Regions from separate parts of the Danio rerio genome. Here region 1 is linked to region 2. The links are chromatin contacts, called in public HiCAR-type maps. All regions are on one chromosome and are shown on one strand. The core of a region is the stretch at or near the end of the contact, and the rest is flanking DNA. Distances in the headings are between cores, read along the strand shown. Region 1 holds the start of cthrc1a (collagen triple helix repeat containing 1a). Region 2 holds the start of rnmt (RNA (guanine-7-) methyltransferase).

Evidence for each region. HiCAR-type assays count read pairs that join an accessible place to other places.
Region 1: a HiCAR-type map of caudal fin shows a contact between it and region 2, with 4 times the contacts expected there. The contact joins the promoter of cthrc1a here to the promoter of rnmt in region 2. A contact is called at or near these places in 2 of 18 Hi-C or Micro-C datasets (caudal fin and an unstated tissue) and 2 of 4 datasets of contacts at active chromatin or transcription factors (caudal fin and embryo).

What each region holds. Positions count from the first base shown.
Region 1 is chr19:14,019,498-14,025,127 of GRCz12tu, reverse strand. It overlaps cthrc1a (collagen triple helix repeat containing 1a), which reads right to left and starts at 3,513. Exons shown (of 4, transcript NM_001003765.3): 1 at 3,325-3,513; 2 at 893-1,111. The coding sequence starts at 3,441.
Region 2 is chr19:13,754,118-13,759,967 of GRCz12tu, reverse strand. It overlaps rnmt (RNA (guanine-7-) methyltransferase), which reads right to left and starts at 4,208. Exons shown (of 11, transcript NM_001045000.1): 1 at 4,146-4,208; 2 at 3,636-3,802. The coding sequence starts at 4,164. It overlaps fam210aa (family with sequence similarity 210 member Aa), which reads left to right and starts at 5,611. Exons shown (of 5, transcript NM_001044994.2): 1 at 5,611-5,726.

The DNA.
Region 1 (5,630 bases), core at 2,264-4,763, 270 kb before region 2:
CCTTACTAAGTTGTGTGTCACAAAAACACTCTGTAATCTATTAAAAAAGCTATTAAAACTCATTTTCAGAGCACAAACTACCTATTGTAAACGCTGTAAACGGAAGTTCTAACCATTTTACCGGAAGACGCTGGTTGCTATGACACCCTCCATGCAACAGCTAAGAAAAAGGTCTACACTGTCTACATATACGCCTCAATCAAGTTTGGTTTTTAGCCCTTCATAAAAAAATTTTTTGGCCACCCCTGATTTATAGAGTGTAATGATACAGTACATAGTTTTCTAATTTTGAGATTTAAATATTGTATATTAATTTATAAGTAGTGGAGTGTTAAAGGAAACAATATGTTTCGCGAATCACATCACAGAGTCAATTCTCTAAACCGGTAGGGTTTTTGCCCATTTTTAAAAACATTTTAAGGTATTTTTGAGGGATTGTCTCTCCAGATAAACAACCCCCCACCCTCGCCATAAAAAAATAAATAAAGGATTATTGAAGCATTATAAAAATAACAGTCTAGTCCAACTTAATGTTTGCTATTAAAAAGTAGCATTTTTGTATGAGACTGCGCACATGTTTCAAAACACTTCACAATTTAAAACATTTTTGTTTTTGTCTTTAAAAAACTGATTTTAGACAGAAATTTACAAATAGCTGGTTAGCACATCACTGTTAGCCTCTTCTAGCTTTTTCTGGTAACTAGTCAAAGAAAAGACTATGTTATGTCTATGTTATTGCAGTGTTATCAGCAAATCAATGTAGTGATGATGTAATTTCCTGAAACTCCAGAACTCTTATTCTCAAAACTGAGTGGCCATGAACAGACTGTAGACTTTAAATGATTTACCTTGCGGGAATCTTAACTCATTCATTAAGATTATACATACTTACAGCGATTTTGCCCAGATCAATGCCATAGTTTAATGAATTCCAAGCACACTGTTTAAAGTTGGGCTTCCAGGGTTCCTCAAACCTCTCCGACACACACTCTCCTTTCTCGCCTTTAAGCCCGTCTCGCCCAGGGATTCCTGGTGTTCCTGGAATGCCATTTATCCCTGGATTCCCATCTCTGCCCTGTACTCCAGGGACACCCTGCACGCATGCCTGGTACTAATGACAAAAACATACACAAATGGGCATGAAACTAGTTCATTACTTGTCAGAGAGTTTTGCCTTGTTAAATATGGCCAGTGATTCACTATGATGCACAGACTGCTGTGGGTGGGAAAAGACCATGACCGTGTGACATGGACACGTTTGTGGTGAAATGGGAAAAACAATGAAAACATAAAATTGGATGAAATTGACTTGCGTAAAATCCCCTGACCACAGTCACAGCCTGTTTACTTCATTCACGCTCTGACAAAGCAATAGCAGTATCAGGCATTTATATATAAAGTGGGTTCATACAATATGACATATATGTGCAAAACTGTTTTACTGTTTTTTACATTAGTGAGTAACAAAGGCAAAATTAAATAAATTAAATTTAGTAACTCTCAGCTTAATATGTTAATTTAAATTCAGTCCATATAAATTGTTTGCAAACAGTTATCTTCAACTTAAATGTGTAAATCCAATGAATCTTTAAATCCAATAAATTTTTTAATGTACATTTTAAAAAGGTATCACTCCAGTGACAGCTTGTGTGTGTGTGTGTGTGTGTGTGTGTGTGTGTGTGTGTGTGTGTGTGTGTGTGTGTGTGTGTGTTTACACAATGAAATATACAAATTAAGAATTACTAAAACACTACTAAACAAAAATGACTATAACGATGACTTTATTAGTGTCCACATCAATTCACAGTATTGTTCTTGACGATGCTGTGTTTTCCAACATCATTTGATAACTTGTTCCCCTTTGTAGGCTTCTATTGTTTTATATGAGAACTAAATCTCATCATCATTAAAGCTATCATCTTTGTTGTAAATGGATCTGCAGTCCACAATTACATATTATATTCTGCTCTTCTGAAGTTTTCAACACTTTAGTCCACTATCCTGGGGCTTCTCCAAAAATGACAGTTATCTGTTGCCTTGCGGTGGTTTTACAGACCAAGCCCATCTCTCACAGGTTTTATGAAATCATACCCATATGTGTGAACCCATCAGCGAGACCTAAAACCTCAAATGAGTCTTTGTGCTGTGGTTAGTTCGCATCTGCTGACAAAAATGTGGAAAGTACAGTTCTGTGTTTAGATATTACTCATTTGCGGGTTGAAAATTGAAAATAAGCCAACCAAAAGCAGCTCAAAATTTACTAATATTTGGTAGCTTCCAAATAAGAGCTGCCAAAGAAATGTACCGGTTGGAAATGCCATCTTTCTCATGCCTAACCAGTGTGGAAATTAACAGAATTTCTGGTCAAACTGCTTTCATTTCAGTTGAGCAGCCGAATGAATCATATTTAATAAAATAATTGATTGAACTCTTAGTGAACCAAATATAAATGGATCTTGATTTAACATTGTTAATTATGTTTGATGTTTTGTGTAATTTGTAACATTTTTATATTTAACAGATAAATTCATTTGACTTTCCACAATAAATTTATGCTGGAAAATGTTCTCCAAAAGAGAATCCAAGTTATGCAAATCGGTTGGTTTTAATGTTCAAATATTCTATAGAGCACCATCCATATTATACAATGTGGCATTTCGGTATTTTTTTTAAAAAGTAGGGCCTATTATTATTATTATTCCCTAAATTAACTTTTTACTTTAATTTACTTTTTACTTTACTTTTTACTACATCTCATGTATTTTTTTTTTCCGCTTAAATTGCATCGCATATATGCGTCAGCTGTTGCGTTTATTCCAATACGTCTTGAAATTGAATCGTTTGGCAATCGATTGGCTGTACAATTCAGTCGCGATTTGAACATTTCACAAAGCCTTTGTTCACCATATGGACATCTGATTTAGTGGATCTTTATGCATAAAGAATCTATGAAGCAACACAATACTCCTAATTGACCTGAATGCGTCATAAAGCTCTTATTGAATCCATTAAGTATAAGTGCCTTATTTTCATAGGGCCTAGGTTATGAGTTGCTCTTAAATCTTTCAATCAAATGCAATCAAACTAATCACAGGTCTTAGTATAGAGAGAGAGGAACGCTTCAAAAAGCAGAAACTGTATAAAATGTCACTTTAACAAAGGATAATTTCGCTTTTTATCCTAATTTAGGTCCATTCCAAATCAGCATGAAACACATTCTATAGCCTAGCTAAATGTCTGGAAGGGACAATAAAATCATAAGCCGGTATGATGATGACATTACTGCAAATAGTAGCCTACCTATTCGCATTTAGCCAATCTTACCTTGTCAGTAAACTCTGCGTCTCTTTGCCGGGGTATCCTTTCTTTGGCTTTTTGCGTGACACAGAATGGTAAACTTATCCAAAAGCAAATTAAAAGTTGAGTCAGTTTAGTACCCATCATTACCGAAATGCAGTTAGTTTGGTCGCTCCTGCTCTGGACTTCTGCTGCCAACCAACTGTTTCTTAAGAGACGGAAACTTCTCTGTCTGCCTGCAGAGGGCGCTGCGCTTGACTGCATGGAAAATGAATAGAGCTGCATTCAAACATAGGCCTACGTTTATTGTAAATCTGGAAACAGGTATGTAGACTTCACTTCAGTTTACTGACATATGTTCAGCATTTTCAGAGCACTGAATTCGGTATTCACAGCTACATTTATATTTGTTTTTACACCCAAACAAATATAACTGATAAACTAACTTGGCACAAGTTTAAATGATGACCTCCCAATGCTTTGAAACTTTTATAAACTTTAATAGTATACATATTTGCAGGTAATAATGCATGTTGCTAATGTGGTACAAAAGCATTAAGAGTATTTACACTGTGTAAATTAATTAAATCTAATTATTTTAAAATTACCCATTCATTTATAACCTTTTATTCTTGGAAAAGAGCTGTATTTAACAGTGTATGCCTGTGTAATGGTAGGTACACAACATTTATTTATTTATTTATTTATTTTTATTTTTTTATTTATTTTATTCATTCATTTAGATTGACTGTGCCTTTAAAGTAATATGATTTATTTTATGAAAAAATATTGTATTGTTACTCAAACTTTAAAAAATTAAATAAAATCAATTTAGAATCAAAACCTTAATATAAAAGCTAAACATAAATGCAAAGCTTGTACTGTAAATGTTTTTGTAATTACTGTGATTTTGAGATGAAAATATGTGATATGTTCATGTCTCCAGAATGGGAATTCTATGGCAACATGCTTACATGACACAAATCAGCACTCAGAAAATTGTAAGCCCATCCCATTGAATGCAGATAAGCCAATCGCAGTTGAGTTTTGTTAGTATAGAAATCCTTATTAAGTAAATTACCACTAGCAAAATGAGTAATTTAATCTCACCGTCTGTCCAAAGTGTATCAAAAAAATAAATAAAATAAACTTGAAAGGCAAGCCTCCTGCTTGGAAGCGGCCACATACATGTATTCTGGGAGGTTATTAGGCCTTTGTGTCAGACAAACTATACTAGCATGCTAAATATGAAATAAAATGTGGTAATCCATATGCAATGTAATATGTAAAAAATTATAACCAACATGTTTTGTATTAGTTCAGGGAAAGGAAATCGTCACTACAACTTCTTTTGACTCGTCAGCAGGAAGGAAAGTAACTCACACCTGTCACACCTGTCAACTATACAAGATATGTTTCACTTATGCATACAGCTAATTAGACTTTTTTTTTTTAATTTAAGGAAACAAAAATAAATAAAATAAATATTAGCCCTAGAGGTTATAGTGCACAATTTGTGGACCTCTGGATTCAGAAATAGTTGCTTCAAATCTAATGTTGTCATATTTTTTATCTTTAGTTTCTGTACTTTTTGAAAGATTTACATTTCATATATACACCATACATACCAAGTCATTATGTCATAGGCCAAAAAAAAAATATATATATATATATCAATAGATTTTATTTAATGACTGCAAAACCACCTCATGTGAGCATGAAAACGTATTTGCGTTGTATCCTATTCAACATGTATAATTGGTGTCGGACTGTCGGCTGATAAGAGTGTTCTGACTGTTTATTTAGCAACAAATTAGTGCATGAGTCCGACGTACTGTAGTGATGTGACATAGCAAGCAATAATCTAAGTCAAGAAGGATCACAAAGAGGTAATTTTGCTACAATCCCCAAATATTTGCAAACAAAATGGATTATTAGATTATGAGTCGACATGAGGTGGCAACACAGTTGGATTTCGTTGATGCTTGTTTGTTGTCGGTTTACCAAATTGATCGTCCAACGTAATCTCACGGCTATTCTTAACATTTTGATATAGTGGCTAATTCTTATGAATTCATACAATCTAATTCGTACAATTTAGCACAATTTGCTTATCACCCAATGATGGTTGGGTTTAGGTGTGGGGTTGAATGCCATGCCTCCTTTTCAAAATGGCACATTATCGTCTGACTGAACTAACTCCTACAAATTTGTACGAATTAGCCACTAAACTGACAAAACATAACTTACGTTTTCTTGTGAGATCAGGCTGGATGGTCCGCCATTAGGCTTCATTGGTCAACGTCAGTAGTTGGTTTTCACACATCGATTTT
Region 2 (5,850 bases), core at 2,959-5,458:
TCATGTAGGATTTAACTTGTTGCATTAGTCTGAGTCACGTCTGTGTGGATTGTCAAGACATATTCCCTCATCAAGTCGATAAACTCGATCTCAACATGTATGAAGGACGTAAAAGCCTGCCATGTGAAAAACCGCGCCGATCTTTTGGTTTGAACACGAGCAGAGGTGAGGAACTATAGCAGTGAAAATGAAAGTACCCGCCCCCATGACGTCATTTAGTGGACCTAGTTGAAAACCAGACAGATCAGGCAGCATAATACACAGAGTGGAGCAAAGCGCATCTAATGATCGGTATTTAAAAGGGGGAAAAAAGAAAAATAGATTAAATATATTAATTTATATTAGACACAAATCTGGTACTTGTATTTGCTCCTGCTATACGTATACAACTTCACACATTGGGTTAAATTAGGCTTAACAGTTTCCATGTTCAGTCCTTTTCTTCCACTGTATCTTTTTAATAAAAAGGCAGCAGCTTTACAACCTGTCATTTATTCAGAAGACAAAGTCAAAGCCGAGCTGACTGCCAATCTTTCCTAGACTCAGCAAAATTTGCAAAAAATACCCCTGTATTCCGGGAACTGCAATATTTACACAAATATTTCTTATTCAAATCTTCAGCAACGCTATTTAACTCGTGAATTTGTTTTACATTTATTTACACCTTGACCAATTTTTGTATGACATGGCCATTAAAAATGCAATGTTCCTTAACCAGATGGTTTTTCAAGTTACTTTTAAAGAGAATGTTCTGCATGCAATAGCTTTATCTTGCTGGAGTTTATAGCCATTTCACTTTGCGTCAGGACACAACAATGTCTCTCTGTAGGTCTATTGGAGACATTCATAAATATTCCTAGCACATCTAATAAATGTTGGAGACTAGGCTTGTAACGGTATGAATTTTTTACGGTATGATAATCGTCTAAAACAATACCACGGTTTGACGGTTTCGCGGTATACGGTATTAAATAGTAATTCTCATAGCAAAGACCCTGAAAAGAATAAGAACACGTTTTCTGACTGAACAAAGGTTTTATTTCAACAAACTTTTGAAAGAACCATTTTAATAGAACTATAGAAGTCTTTTATAAAAATAAACTGAAAAATCTCCCATTTTAATAAATTAAATTAGAAGGAATAAACAAGCAGGGTCTTTTAAGATTAGACAAAAATAAACTTAAACTGCCCTTCCTTATAAGCAGGATAAATGGGAGACCAAAAGTGCAATACCAAGTTTATGGCTGTAAACATGTATTTAAAGCGTTGTTTTTTTCAGTCTAGGTTGTGATAAAGAAATGTAAGCATGTTGAGATTTTCAGGACCTTATCTTGACCGCTGAGGTGAGAGAATGTGTCCACTTGTACAATGAACAAATAAAAAAATAATAAATAATGTGTCAAAGTCCAAATAAACATGGTGCAAATCCTCAGTAAAAAAATAGATATAAATATTTACTATACTATAAATAGTTACATAACGAAACTAGATTCAATATGGAACATCCTTAGGTTTTATGTGCCAGCATGGATATGGTTGTCTGTGGATATGGATTTGGATGTGGTTGTATGCAATGCAGACAAACAGCTGCACCTTCATTTGCGTCTTTTGAAAACAGCAAGAGCAGCAGTTCATCTTTGCTGTGTCACTGTTTTGTCATGTTTCTGTGCTGCTGTGCATGCAAAAGTACTTAGTATGAGAATTATTTCATGCAAAACTTTTTTTTTTTGCGTTTTATTTAGCCGCGCAGAAATGTATGCCTAACCTCATTCCGTGTTGTTCAAAAAGCTCAGTTTTGGTCCACAAACAAAAGTGAAACCTATGCTTATTGGTTGTGATATAGCGAGTTTGAACCAATCTGGGCATGGAGGAGGGACAATGCATCAATGTATCATGTCTGGTTTGTCCGGAGACACAGTGACGAGCGTTTCTTTGTCAAATCAGCGTTGTCAAATTTTGATGACGTAACCGCACTGATTCCGGAGCCTCTGAAAGTCCGCGAATGTGATGTGATACAGCACTGGAAAGCTGAGATTCTCTTCTTTATGCCAATCTTTGAATTGTATGAATCGGATCAGCGGATCAAAAGTTATTAAACATTTAAGAGCAATACTTATTTTTAGCCGCGGGCGGCTGTCTCGGTCTTTAAGGGTTAAAACCGTTGATATGCAATTGTTCATGGTATGATAATCGTGCACGTTCAAATTGTGGTAAACCGTCATACCGGTATATTGTTACAACCCTATTGGAGACATGCTCAAAATATATATATGCACTAAATCGCACTTCAGCAGTGTTTATTTGAGAGGGCGCAAGAAGATCTGCGCTTGAGCAGCGTAAATTTGAGTGGAAGTGTTTCCACTAGGATTGATTCCAGCAGTGGCAGCAGGTCTTTTACACAAATCTACCAACTACCTATGGCATTATTTCAATGACAAATGGGGAAATGTCTTGAGTGCAGTATAATAAGTCAAGATCGCATTTATGTAATACGAGCATATGCCAATCTCTTTGCTTGCGCGCCGATTTCCTCTGCTCGTGCACAAAACCTTTTGCACGCCCTCAAATATACGCTGCCAAAGCGCAGATCTTCTTGTGCGCTCTCAAATAAAAACTGCTGAAGTGCGATTTAGTGCATTTATGTAACAAGTATGTGTCCAACATTTATAAGATTTGCTAGGAATATTTATGAATGTCTCCAATAGACCTACAGAGCGGCATTAATGTGTTCTGAAGTAAAGTGAAACGACTATAAACTCCAGCATGATAAAGTAGAATTATGGAAACTGTGTTCATCTTAACTAAAAGCTATGTCATGTTTGCTGGCCCCGCGCACCTGTCAGTCAGTCAGTATGTCACCTTATAGAGTTAACCAAATAACGCAAAGCACAACTACGGTTACAGAAAAATTTGCGCTGTTATAATTCACTAACCTTTTAATTCGTTTTGGTGCGATTATAACTTGCTATTAAAAAACAACAACAGCAATGACTGAATGTTTTGAATAAGAAGCTGTAATGTAACACTGACAGGATGAATTTTGGTGTGGCGTCCCGCCATGGAAGACTGAATGTAGCGGAAACCATGTTTATATAGTATTCTGAATCGCATAAATAATTAAACATCAATTGAAACACAACATAAAATATGTGTATAGCTACAAACGTTATTATTTGCTAATAAAAGACCATTGTCAAATAATGCCCCTGAATAGTATAGTTTAAGACTGGCTAGTGATTGTATATTCTTCATTTAAAGCAGCATCACTCAAATGTAATTTTTAATACACTTTTTGTTGTTGTTCATCTGCATAACAAAACATTAGCATCAGTCATGCTCAGATCAAGTATCTTGTCAGTGTTATACTTCTCAGTGAAGGGGTTTTGCAGGTTTTATAATGCATTCCTCTCCACAAATAGCAATTAAGTAACGCAATTAGTTACGTTTTATAGAGAAATCAATAGGGTTAAGCATTACTTTTAAAAGTCACGTTCCAATGAAATAAACTCTACTTCTGTGCCTCACAGTTTATTTCTGACAAATAATGAAAACCATGATGACCAAGATCACAAAAAAAACATTTTAAAACCAACTATAAAGCTCAGTACTAACATATAAAGGAAACATGAACTAACCAGCTTTTTACTGGGGGAGTGATCGTCATCCTCTTCATCACCGTCCCGCCGTCTCTTCACTGATGAGGAGGATGATGAAGTTGAAGTCTGTGAACTATCAAAAGATGATCCTATGCTGTCCTTATCGACCTTAGCATCAGCATACGGACTGTCCATCTCGAACAATCCTTTGAACACACAGAGAATTAGCATCTATGCTTTACAGTTTGAATTCGTCTATAAAACAGCGCAAATTACCACATGGGGAAACATAATATAAAGAAATGCGCAGAATATAGAGGTTTAAGTTGATAGAACACTAAATTGCACTGCGTGAGTGTTGCGTTGATAACAAGAGCTCATGTCAAGCGTTTATCTCGACACGTGTTTCAGCAGCAAAGAGACTGACTCCGGCTGCTTGAACTTAGTATGAGACAAACATTAGAAGTCATATTAAAAGTTTATGTTTTCGACAGCATGATTATGTGACAGACAGATCGCTGAAGACTGAATCTATGTTGCTTCACTCACTTGAGTTTTGCGCCATCATGCATCCACTAGCAGCGCTCTTCGCGGAGCTGTACTGCAGTATTTTATTTGAAGGGACGAACACAGCGCCGCTTAGAGGACCGGCATGCGCAGCGATCCTCATGTTACTCATGTATACACTGCATTATGTATTGTGCAAGCATTGTTGTCATTTTATGTGTAGCTAGTTTAATTCAGAGCCTCTAACTTTGCTCTTTTTACTTTCAGTTTATGGAAGTGTCATTCTAAACAGCCTAACGTTAAGTGCGACATCATAAAAACAGAGATAAACTGACTACATAAATACACAGTGTAATTTTATAGCCCATACGAAAGGTTACGCTAGCCATAATTCAATGTAAAGTATTGTTTGTTTCATATAAAAATTATATTTTCATTATTTTCATAGTTATGACAATGTTAAATGCAACTTTTTTATTGTGTTTTAACAATACAATCATATTAACCATCATATATATACCACAAATCGTTTTGACATCAAGTACAAAAATAAACAAGGAAAACTATATAGAAATAAATAGCGATAATAATAAAATAAGATAATAAAAAAACAGGGTACAGAGGCAAACCATCAAATTAAATAATTTTTCTTATAACTTAATAATAAGTTCTTATAACATTTTTACACTTTTTTGCTGTAAACTGTTTTGTAAATTAGCAATTAAACTATTTAAGTCACAAAGAAAATCTTGCCAATTAGGTAATGATGAAGAAAATTTACATTTGTGAATATAATATTTACCCAATAAAATAAATAAATTGCCTCGAAGTTCTACGTCATGTTTGTCATGAGAAAAGTAACAGATGAAAAAAATTATGTTAAACTTACATTTTGATGTAAAAAAAGATGGATAAATCAGACCAAAACACTTTAACGTGGGCCTTTGACAAAAAGATGATCAATCAAGTTACAAAATACACAATTTGAATTAGAATTACAAAATTTAGATACAATCTCGTTTGTGTGGGGTAGATGTTGTGTAACGCTTTAAAGTGTAATTTCTTTAACTTTGTTGGGAACTCAAAACTTGTAAGGTATGAGCCATTTTTTTCCAATTAATTTTATCTATTGGAGAATTAAAAAGAATATCCTGAAGCCTTAACTCTTCTCTTTGAATAATTGTAATTTTTCTTTTGTTTTTGTATTGTATTTATCATTGTGATGTCAAAATAATTTCCATGAGAAAAGGAGCCTGTTCATGAAATTTAAAGTTTTATAGGGAGCTTGGATGGAGAAAAATTACAAATTTTTATAAATATTATGTAGGTAAAAAGTCGAATCTGGGGGATTTTAATACAATGCTGCAATATACACGTTCAAATGGTAATCACTCGCGACATTGTTACGCATTGTGGGAAACATAGTTCCACAGAGCTTTGGCCTCTTATACAACAGTTGTTCTCGCAGCACGGCTGAACTATATTTCCCACAACACACTGCGAGCTCAGTCACCATGTGTCATGTCGCTGCGTCTGCTGAGGAATTCTCTGAATGACAGAAGGGACATGAATAAAATGTGTTTATGTTGGCGAAATCACATCATGTTGGATCTCAGCTCTCACGTATGTAGCTGTACATATTTCCGATCATCGTTTCTGTTTGTTTACACTAAAAACGAGTGAAACTTTGATCAGTATAGCTGTTCGGATAGGTGGACACCACTTAGCAAAGCTAGCTGACTCACGT